2 separate regions of the Sus scrofa genome follow, and region 1 is linked to region 2. The links are chromatin contacts, called in public promoter capture Hi-C maps. All regions are on one chromosome and are shown on one strand. The core of a region is the stretch at or near the end of the contact, and the rest is flanking DNA. Distances in the headings are between cores, read along the strand shown. Region 1 holds the start of CAMK2G (calcium/calmodulin dependent protein kinase II gamma). Region 2 holds the start of NDST2 (bifunctional heparan sulfate N-deacetylase/N-sulfotransferase 2).

Region 1 (5,286 bases), core at 2,407-4,906, 58 kb after region 2:
CAGTACTGGCACTTCCACACTCCTGACCTCTCTTGTTGGCATCTGTGCCTATCAGCCAGGACCAGGCCTCTGTCCCAAAGTTAACTTGGCACAGAGGCCACAGAACAGAACTCCAGTTTTGGCATAACCATCTCAAGAGAGGGGGAGCTGCTTGCTGCCTGAGGCATAGGATCTTATACAAGAATCTTCTTCTTGAGAAAAAAAAATCAAAGAGAAATGAAACCTCATCCAGTTTGAGCAGGAAAAGAAAGACAACAGCTGGGAAAGATGGGACAAGGTTGAAAGAAGGTGAGGTCTGGAAAGGGACAGGATCACACAGGTTAGGGAAGTTCAGATGGGTGGAGAAAGAGTAGAAAATGACAGCCCAAGGCAGGCAGCTCCACAAAGTCACCACACCAGCTATCCTCATCTCAGAGTTCAGCTCCCAGCTGTCCTCCCTCCCTTGCCCCTGGGTCAGAGGACACTGGTGAGATGAGGAAAGCAAAGCATTGCATCATTAACTGAAGACATCAGACACCAACCAACCCCATTTCTGATGCACCAGGGCTATGCTGTGTGGGCACAGGGAAGTATCCATTCTCAAACTGTCGTCCCTGCCTGCACCCTGCATCCTTGGCCAAAGGATGTCTGCCAAAGAGCCCAGCCCACCACACTGTTCCCCCACCCCATGGGAGGAGGGCATCTGACTGCCCACATATCTCTATGGCAACCATCGCCTCCAACTCAAGGTACCCAGAGAGAAAGAAAACAAATAAGTCAACTTAATAGCCAATGTAAAGGAACAGTGAGAGATGGGGGCTGGGAGGGAGGCAGCAAGACAACCCCTGCTTGTGGGGATGGAGAGGCCCGCCTAGCCAGGAGGCAGACAGAGCCTGCTAAACAGGTCCCGGAATCATTGACAATATGACAGAAGCCCACTGTCATTTATAGCTTCTCCAATGCTTAGGGACATCTATTGTATCTCTTAACCCAGAGACGCCCAGATCATTACTAGCCATGGCCCATATCTTCCTCATGGCATCCGTCCTGGCTCCTAATATACTTACGGCATCCTATTGCCTGCTCTTAATTCTTTTCTCTGAGTCTCATAACCTTTGTCCCCGTGCTGCACCCTGCAGCCCTTGATGACCTGACCCATCCACATACCTCCATGCTCACCACACCTGTTCACAGAGCACTCCACACACTGATAGGTCTATACCTATCAGATGAGGTGACTTTGGCAAGCACCCAAAAACAAGGTGCAGGGAGTGTAGGTTCAAGGTGTGAAAGACAGGGCCTGACCCTCCCAGCCTAGGTACTTGGGAGGATCTCACAAGCCAGGCTCTCAGGCCTGACTTCACAATCCTCAAATCCCGAGGCCATGCTGCTCCCACCCAGACCAGCCCACTGAGATTTCCAGATCATGAGGCATCACCCTCCACCCAGGACAGACTGCATCTGCTGCTGCACCACCAACTTTGTAATTTGATCAAAAAAGCAATCAAGTTCATCTGGCAGGATTTGTTCCCGAGAAGCCCTCGCCAGAAGCAGCCTCCCCTGATGTTTACAGATTCCCTTCCCTTGGGAGTCTGTTCTGCCGCCTGGTGGGCAAGGGGAGGCTGGCTTTGTCAGAGCTGTTCACTTACTGCATTTCCATCTTAAGTCACCAGTGGGGCACAGGGACTAGGACAGGTCTGGAGTGACTACCACTGACCCAAATACAGAGACTCCAAATGCCCCAAATGTAAAGCTCTCCATGCAAAGCCACCTACCACTCCCCTTATCCTCTCCCTCCATAAAAACCAAACTCATTTGAGCCTTCAGGCACCATTTTCCCCTAAAGAAAGCTACATCTCTTACATCTTCATTCTCTTCTACTTGGTCTCCATACAACTTCTTGTCTGGTTTCAAAGTCTACCCACCCCGAAATACCAACTCTTCTCCAAGTGCTAAAACACACAATCCCCAACTCCTGGAGCATCTTTAGAAGAATCCATAACCCTTGGAGGCACCCCAGGGAGAGGCCAAGATGGGGAATACTCACCCCGGGCAGATAACTTCTTGGTATTGATGATTTTTGCTGCATATTCCTGCGTGGAGGTTTTCTTCACACACCTGCGGACCACAGAGAAAGCACCCCTGGAGGGAGAAGAGGGAAAGAACTGGGACACGGAGCAGAGCAGAGAGACACAAACACACTTCAGATCTGAGGACAGCTTTGCTCCCATCACCAGACTTTAGTCAAAATAACACACACACACATCAGCATAGTGACTATCACCATGGGTGGTGACTATCACCAACCAACATGGGGCAGAAGGATGTGGCCTCTGTGGGACACTCCACAAATGTGGGTGGAGGACCACCCTACTCTCATGCCCACATCTAGCCGCTGGGCAAAGCAACAGCCCTAACCTCAGGCTGTGCGTCAAGAGCTGGTGGGAGATGCATAAAACACACACCTGCTGCTTCTCAGACAGCCCTGCAGTCCCAGCCAACAGAACCCGGAGAAGGGAAGAGACCCTGCCCTTTTCTCAGCAGAACAGTCGAGGGTAGGAGAAGAGATTAATTAAAAGAGGGTATAATCCCCTGAGAGAGAAATCTTCCTCAACCATGGGGGAAGGTGAGGAAAGTGAGGCTCAAATCCCCCTCAACCGGCTTCACCCCACTGCGTTTACCGGCTCAACAGACAGCAGGGAAAGAGGGAGTCCAGCTGTGGGTTTCAGACATCAACAGCTCCCCTTCCCCATGACATTTCCCTCTATGTCCCCCCTCCCCCGAATAGGAGCTCGCACTCTCCAGCTCTGGAAACGTCTAGGGGGGCGGGCAGGGCGGGGGCTGCAGTGGCCGGGCTCGGAGCCGCGGGGTGGGGTGGGGGGGGACCGGGGCTGCTGCAGCGGCCAGCTCAGTGCGGAGGGGAGGGGGATGCTGCGGCTGCGGCGCGCGGCTCCCGGGACCACTGCAGGGATTGGGGGAGGGGACTGGGGTGCTGCAGCACTGCCCAGCAGCGGGGCTGGGATCCTGGAAGCGGCAACAGCCGGGGGCGGGGCTGGGCACCAAACATCCCCCCACACTCCGGCACCGCAGCAGGGTTAGAGCTGCAGGGCCGGGGAGGGTCCTGAGCGCCAGGCGAGTGGAACATGGGACAGGATGCTGAGTGAGCTCGTGAACAGGGTGGGGAGGGGGCAGTGAGCAGGCGGGGTCGGGATGTGGGGTGCCTGAAGGGTGAGGGAGGGGCGGGGCTGGAGGGCGCCCAGGAGCGGTCCAGGGGCTGCAGTCTCCGCGGCAGCGCGGGGTGCAGCAGCCCGGGCAGCTGCTGCTGCAGGGCGCGGAGGGGACTGCGGGGCAAGGAGCTGGGGGCGAAGGGGCCCCCAGAGGCGGCTGGCGGGAAAGGCTGGGGGTGGGGCAGGCCGAGGGGGCGCTGCAGCGGCCGGTGCAGGGCGGGGGGGCGGGGCGAGGAGCCGCATAGCGCCCGGGCGGCTAGAGCAGGGTGGGGGGCCCCGGCCGGCGGCGGGCGGACCGTACTTGCCGAGCTCCTCGAAGAGCTGGTAGTCGTCGGTGAAGCGGGTGCAGGTGGCGGTGGTGGCCATGCTGGCGGGCGGGCGGACGCGGCGGTGCAGCCCGCGCCGACGTCGGTGCACAGTCACCGCCGCCCGGCCGAGGGAGCAAGAGGAGGAGACGGGGCTGAGCCCGGCAGCACCGCGAGACTTTACCGGGGAGAGCGAGGGAGGGAGGAACACCCCCGCGCCGCCCGCCCGCCCCGCCCCCAGCCCCGCCGGCCCCCCGCCCGGCCCCCGGACCGCCCCCGGGGAGGGGCCTCCCGCCGCGGGCCCCGCCCCGCCCAGGGAGCAGCCGGAGCTGGGCTGTGATCGCTGGGGAGTAAAGGGGATCGCGGGGCGGGGGTCTCAGTCCTGGGCTACCTACCCAGGCGGGGCTGAAAGGTTCGCGACCTGTGGGCTAGTCCCAGGGCAGACCCTACAAGTGCTCAGAATGTGCGTGCGAGTGTGTGTGTGTTGGGAGTATGCAGAGGTCTGGCCCATTGAGTTCTCTGGCGGGTCGCTACGCACGGGTCCTAAGCCCCGAGTCCGGCTCACACCATGTGGGGAGAGAGCCAAGGTCAAAAAGCAGGTTTTAGACAGCACACTCACGAAGCGCCCCCAGTCTGTGCAGAGCCAGCTCTCAGCTGCCTTCCCTCGGGAAGCTGACAGTCTAGACTTGTGTAAGCATCAAGGCCATTATTAGATAAAACCTTTCAGGCACGGTTTGTTCAGGGAGACCAGGCCAGAGCCAAGGATGCAAGTGGAACTCTGCCTTCCTGCACTCCAGTCTTAGAGAAGAGAGAATGTTCTCTCCTGCCAGCAATGAAAGGGATGAAGTGGGAACCATGTAGAAAAGGTTTTGTGTGCTGTGGGCTAGAAGAGCAGGTGGAAGGAAGGAGAAAATAGCCCCATTTTTTTGCAAGCACCCTTTATTTTTATTTTATGGCACTCATCACATTGTGTAATGATATGTTTACTGCTGTGAGAGGCAGTAGAGCTAGAGCATGGCTGTCTGAGGGAACTCTGGGGTAAGACTGCCTGGCTTGGATTCCTGGGCAACTCACTGATCAGCTATGTGACATTAGAAAAGTCACTTTCTAATTTGCTTCAGTTACCTTATCTGAAAACTGATAATAAAGAATAATAGTAACTAACTACCTCACAGAGTTTGGAGTATTAAAAGGACTAAATCACATAAAGTACTTAGAATAGTACCTGATACCTAATTAGAACAGTGGTAGCTATTTGTTTAATATTTGCTGTCTCACTGAATTGTAATAGGGCAGGGCCTCTGCCTCCTTCACCACTGTATACTTAGATCCAGACCCTCAGTAAATATTTGTGAATGAGGCTACTTTTTGGGGCTCTGGCAGGAGTTACCATCCCTTTCTCTTTCCCCATTGTCAGAGGATGGTAGGACTGAGGCACATAACTGTCTTAGTGGAGGAGAAACAGGCTGGGCAGGTTCCTGACCTGCCCGGGCAGCTGTACCCCAAGTCAGAGGCCAGCTCCTGCTGGGCAGGGCAGAGCTCAGCTCAATGCTGCAGCTCAGTCTGAATTACAGGGGACTCCCCCTGGGAGTCAGGCATCCCAGTTGACAGGCTGGATCACCCAGAGCAGACAACTGAGAGGCTGAGAGGCATCCTAGCCTCCTCCTAGGCTGCTTCCCTGAGGGGGTGGGTGGAGCAAAGCTCCCCTGGAGGGTTCCTCTCTTCTCACCCAGCTGCCCTTGGAGCTGGTCTGAGAACCAGACTGCCCAGTGGAG
Region 2 (5,158 bases), core at 1,970-4,469:
GGGTTCAGTTCGAGTTGTCTCTGGAGGCCTGGGGGGCCGGGGTGGGACTGGAGGCCGTACAGGGCCAGGACCAGCTGCCCCCCCACTGCTGCAGTCTCCCAAGGGCAGGGGCAATGGTTCCTTGGCCTTGGGGCTGGTGGATACGTAGTAAGCCAAGAAGCCCATGGAGCCCAGACTGAAAACAATCAGCAGCAGTATGAGGCGGTGCAGTTCCAGCTGCCGAGCTGGGCGTACCACCTTCCACAGCTTGAGCATGGCGGGGGAGGTGAGGCAGGGATGGGGACCACCTCAGGGGATGGGAGGTAGGAGTTCTGTGGGCTGAGGCTCTCTTGGGAGGGTGGAAGGAAGTGAAACGAGGGGAAAGGGATTCCCGCAGGGTCAGTTCCCTGAGGAGGTGGAAACGAGTCCCCTTAGTATAGGGCAGGGGAGGTAGAAGGGGCAACAAGGGGCAACTGGACAGAGTCCACTGATCTCAAGTCACCATGGCCCACTGGCCCATGGCTTCAGGATGCAAATCTAGCCAGGCTCCACCTTTGGTCCTGGCTGAGCTCCTCACACCAGAGGTCAGCAACGTTCACAGTCTCTGCCTCACTATCTGCGAGAGAGAGAGAAATCGGTGGGTTACTTCTTTCCTTGAAACTGTGTTGTTAATCCATTCCCCTCTTCACCCCATCTCGCTTACCTCCTGCTCACAAGATTTGTTCTCCAAAGAAAAGCTCCTGTAAAAGAACAACACAATCTGAGTCTCATACCATTGCTTCACAGCCTGTTCCCTTTCTTAGAATACTGTCTAAATTCTCTTCCTGCGCTAAGCTGAGAAATGAAGCAGAGTATCCAAGACTTGTTGATGGGAACAAATCTCCCATCAACAAGAGGCCAAATAGCCCAGGAGGCTGAAAACAAACCTGCCCTGAAAAGAGCTTCTAGGCTGTGACCGAGCAGTTGGCTAGCCAGCAGGAACTTTGGTTTTCCTGCAAAGGGACGGAAAGCCCCAAAAGTCCTGCGCTCCAACGAAATATCAGATAAGAGGAAACTCATGTGTCTGTTAATCTTCCTCATCTATCAAACCTGACATCACAAGCTTAACAGCACTAACGAACTTGCAGTCAGTGGACAATATGATGGGGGAATTAAAGACGAAAGAGAAATGGTGCTGGCTAATCATTCTACTACCTTCGAAACCCAGAACTTGGACATTCTCTTTTCCATTGCTTGTGAAAAATTACGCATCCACGCCCTTTACCTCACCTGTGCTAGTGTCAGGAGAGGTAGTAAAAATGTGACCTGTGCTAGTGTCAGGAGGGGTGGTAAAAATGTAGCCCTGGAGCAAGCCACATCACTGGCATCTCAGGAAAACTACAGAGCTGAGTTCAGAGTCTCTCTCCCTATCCAGTCCAGTTCTCCTTCCTAACTTCGCCTAAGTGGTTCTATCCCCTCATCTCTTAACAGCTCAGAAGGGTTCTGAGCTAGCCTGGAGAGACATGAGTCCTGTTACAAAAACAGAGCCAACTGAGTGAGGCAGGTTGAGAGAGAGCAACAGGAGCTGAAGTAGTATCCAACTGATAACAGAGAGACGATTTAAGAACACTATGATCAGAAAGTAGTTTTAAGGAGACCTAATTTTGGAGACTCCTTTCCTTAAATAGATAGACTGCTTCTAGAGGCGTTACCTTGGCCTCTCCTGGTAAAGCAAGTGGCTGCAATCTCTGTCACCTACCCCATGACTATACATCTCAGCACGATTCAGCAGAGATAGGGTCCTTCACAATCGAGAGACACAAATTTAAAAATAGTTCACCTCTGGCCTGGGTAAAATCAATCAGCATGAAAGGAGAACTGAGAGAGGATCAAAATGGTGACAGGGAGGGGGGTGAATCCTAAGAGGAAACTCTGGAGCAAACACAATAGTCAGAAGTCACTGTGGGGAAGTAGATACCGGGGGTGTATCACCCATAATGTTAAGAATAATAGTTAACATTTACTGAGGGCTTACTCTTTGCCAGACAGTCTTATAAGAGCTTTCCATAGATTTAATGCTTACACTAGCCTTAAAAGGTAAGTAAGAGGTAGATACTCTTTTTATCCCCATTTTACATGCCAGTAATTTGAGGTCCAGAGAAGTTAAGTAACTTGCCCAGGATCACACAGCTCAGTGGAGGAACTGGGATGCAAAGTCAGGCCTGTCAAGGTTCAGCCCTGCTCTTAACCACTGCATTTTAGCTTCGGACCTAGAAGAAGAAGCAATATTTAGGGAAGGGGTGCAGAGAAAGTATTGGGGGAGGCTGTGAGGTGGAATGCTAAATACCGAAGCGGGACCACCGCGCAGAAAGGTGCTGAACGTGTGCGCAGCAGCGGGAGGTTCGACGGAAAGCAGCGGAGGTGGGGGCTGGGGAGGCCGGGGGGTGTGGGGCCCACGGTGGAGACCAGCGGCGCGGATGCCGCGGGAGGAGGGGGACAGAGCAGCGCCGTGGGCGTAGAGGGCGGGCACATGGGGGCTGCGGATGGAGGGACCTGCCGGGGGGGAACACGCGGTCACAGGTGGGTATGGAGAGTCGGGCGTGGAGCGTTGAAGGGGAAAGGGCAAGGGGCGCGCGCGGACTAGAGTCAGCGGTGACATCGGGGCAGGAGAGCCCCGAGGGGAGGAGGAGCCCCGTGCTGAGGGGACGAGCAGACAGGAATGAGGCCACTACCAGGGCCGGCCGGCGGGAGGGACAGGGGGAGGGGAACGCGGGCCGCCCCGAGGGGCCGCCCGGGACGCCCCTGCGGGAGGTTTTGGTGGCCACGGTGAGGGAAGTCTGTGAGGGTAGAAGTGCGGGGACCGTGGGTGGGGGCCACACTCTGAGAGGGGCGGGGGGGGGGGTCTTCCCAAGGGCGTCTCACCCGGCGGACTGGGCGGCGTCCCCGCTGTCCCCGGGCTCCGCCACGTCCCGGGGCTGCCCGGCTTCCCTGCTCTCGGGGCCTCGGGCCGCGTCGCGGCGGCTCCGCCATCTCCGAGCGAACGCTCTGCCGCAGCCGGGCCCAACCACCGCTCCCACCGGGGGGGAGGCGGCGCGCTGCCGCTAGCGGCCCCGTTCGGGTCCCTGCCGCCTCCGGGCCTGGCAGCCGCGCGGCCGAGGTGCGGGGCCGCCGAACGGTGTTCCGCAGCGCTCGGCCGAGCCGCCGCCTTAGATACAGCAGGCTCTGCGCGCCGCCGGCAGAGGCACCCCCCTCCTCCCTGCGCGGTGGCACAGTCTGGCGAGCGTCGGGCGCCGCGTCTCTGGGTGCAGGGGCGGGCCGAGGGTGCGGGTTCTTCCACTCCGCCCGGCTGAGGGGGGGAGCCGGGCCGGCCCACTGAGGGACGGGGCGGGGGGGCGGGGTCGGTCCTGGATGCCGGCGGGGCCTGGGGGCGGGGCGAGACCCGGAGCTCAGTCCCTAAGGGCCCAAGTTCTTCCCTCCACCCCAAACTCGCTTCAGCGGCTGGGGGGACTGATTGGAGGCTGATGAATTTATGAGGAAGATTAATTCTTAAATGGGCACAAAAGGAGTGGGAGAAAGTACATCTCTCCACCTGAAACCTTGTAACCCAGGCTGCTAAAATCTAAGCCTCTGGCCTTAAGCCTCCAACAGCAGTAACACCATGGACTGTTTAAAGGTTATTTTATTAAATATCTTCAGTTCAAGGTTTCATTGTAACAAAGCTATGAAGGGTCTACCAACATTCAGAACAAACACTATTTTTAAATTATTTCTATGTCGTCATGCAAAAATTCTGCATCAAATGCCTTCCATTTCCTGTTTAAAAGGTGTTTTTTTTTTTTAATAGTCTATTGTCTATAGATGCTGACATTAGCCCCAGAAGAGGAGTAAGAATGCTTAAGAAGTGGGGCTGGAGCAGCCATATGAAGCTATGGGTCTTAATGAACTCTAAGACCATTTGTCTTCAAGCCAGCAAAACCAAACCCTGTGGTGAAGGTGTCTGCGTGCTGGTACTGCAGGCTGCAGGGCAGTAAGGGGCCCAGGGGCTGGGGCATGCAGGAGGTGCTCCGAGGAGCCTGGCTAAATCCAAGCACCAGCACCTATAAGTCTGCTCTCTTCTCAGCTGGCTCCAAGGTAAACCTGTAGCTTTGCCTCTTCCCCCAGCTCCTGTGCTTCCTTAAGGCAGTCCGGGGAGCTAGGGTCTACCCATCTTTTCCCCCAATAGTGCAGACAGGTCTGCACAGTTGTTTTGGGGGGAACCAAGGCCATGACCAATTGCTCCTCCATTATCTTCTCTGCTGTCTGCTTAAAGCATAAATTTTTCCCTCCTGGAATGGAACTCCTTGAGCACAGAGAGGGACAATGAATGTAGGAGCCTTGGCTCTGGACATCTCTTTTGGGTACATGCAGGTGAGGGTGGGGGTGATGCCCATGCAGACTGTCCAGCAATAAGTCTGTACTTCAGGTGGTCAGTAAAGAGACGCCTCTTTAAAGAGGACACCTCCTCTTCTTGCCAGAGTAGTCAGGTCAATCTCAAAGACAGGAAAAGAGATGGGCGTGCAGGACGGGAAGAGTAAGGAGGGAGGCACCCCTGAGGGCAGCCTGAATGCATAGAAACAACCATCAACTCAATCCCACTGCCTTACTCCTCCCATCCCACTTGGCAGAGGGCCCAGGCCCAGATGAGGGTCGGCACAGGGACCACCACTGTGAAAAGGCAAGACAAAGATGGTCCGAATCAGCACAGAAACAGAACTGCCAAGGGCAGCAGCGGGAGCCGAGACCAAGGCCTGGCTCTCTCCTTGCTAAGTTATAAGAAAACAAACACGAAGCAAAGCGGCAACCCCTCCCACTTCCCAGCTGCAAGGATTGGGCCTCTATATCAGGGCCCACGTGCATTGTGCATCCTATAGAAATGGATGAGTAAGTGAGTGCATGTCAGACTAACACGAGGTTTCTCATCAGCTTCGTAGCGGACACACTTCTGCAGCACCAATTCTCTTCCCTTCTACACTACATGGTACAGTACAGCAACGTCCGGGCCACTGCTTCTCAGTCCTGAGGCCACTGCTTTTCAGCTGCCTCCACAGCAGGCTGGGAGCTCTGAGTTCTCTCCCAAGTAGGTCTGATGGCCACGATGTTCTTCTCATCAGCCTCATTCTAGGTGCGTATACAAATTCTGAAGAAGTCCATTCCTAGACCT

Evidence for each region. Promoter capture Hi-C pulls out the DNA fragments that hold promoters and counts their contacts.
Region 1: a promoter capture Hi-C map of skeletal muscle shows a contact between it and region 2, with 5 times the contacts expected there. The contact joins the promoter of CAMK2G here to the promoter of NDST2 in region 2. A contact is called at or near these places in 2 of 5 promoter capture datasets (liver and skeletal muscle), 12 of 47 Hi-C or Micro-C datasets (alveolar macrophages, embryonic fibroblasts, heart right ventricle and 6 more) and 2 of 2 datasets of contacts at active chromatin or transcription factors (alveolar macrophages and skeletal muscle).

What each region holds. Positions count from the first base shown.
Region 1 is chr14:76,588,888-76,594,173 of Sscrofa11.1, forward strand. CAMK2G (calcium/calmodulin dependent protein kinase II gamma) reads right to left here and starts at 3,657. Exons shown (of 21, transcript NM_214193.1): 1 at 3,508-3,657; 2 at 2,027-2,121. The coding sequence starts at 3,572.
Region 2 is chr14:76,531,476-76,536,633 of Sscrofa11.1, forward strand. NDST2 (bifunctional heparan sulfate N-deacetylase/N-sulfotransferase 2) reads right to left here and starts at 3,220. Exons shown (of 16, transcript XM_005671114.3): 1 at 2,881-3,220; 2 at 2,135-2,228; 3 at 683-719; 4 at 1-595. The coding sequence starts at 255. It overlaps LOC106506035 (undifferentiated embryonic cell transcription factor 1-like), which reads right to left and starts at 4,854. Exons shown (of 7, transcript XM_013983327.1): 1 at 4,809-4,854; 2 at 4,602-4,662; 3 at 3,940-3,975; 4 at 2,881-3,379; 5 at 2,600-2,795; 6 at 2,306-2,511; 7 at 2,217-2,228. The coding sequence starts at 4,854. The coding sequence ends at 2,217. It also overlaps a transcript of CAMK2G not described here.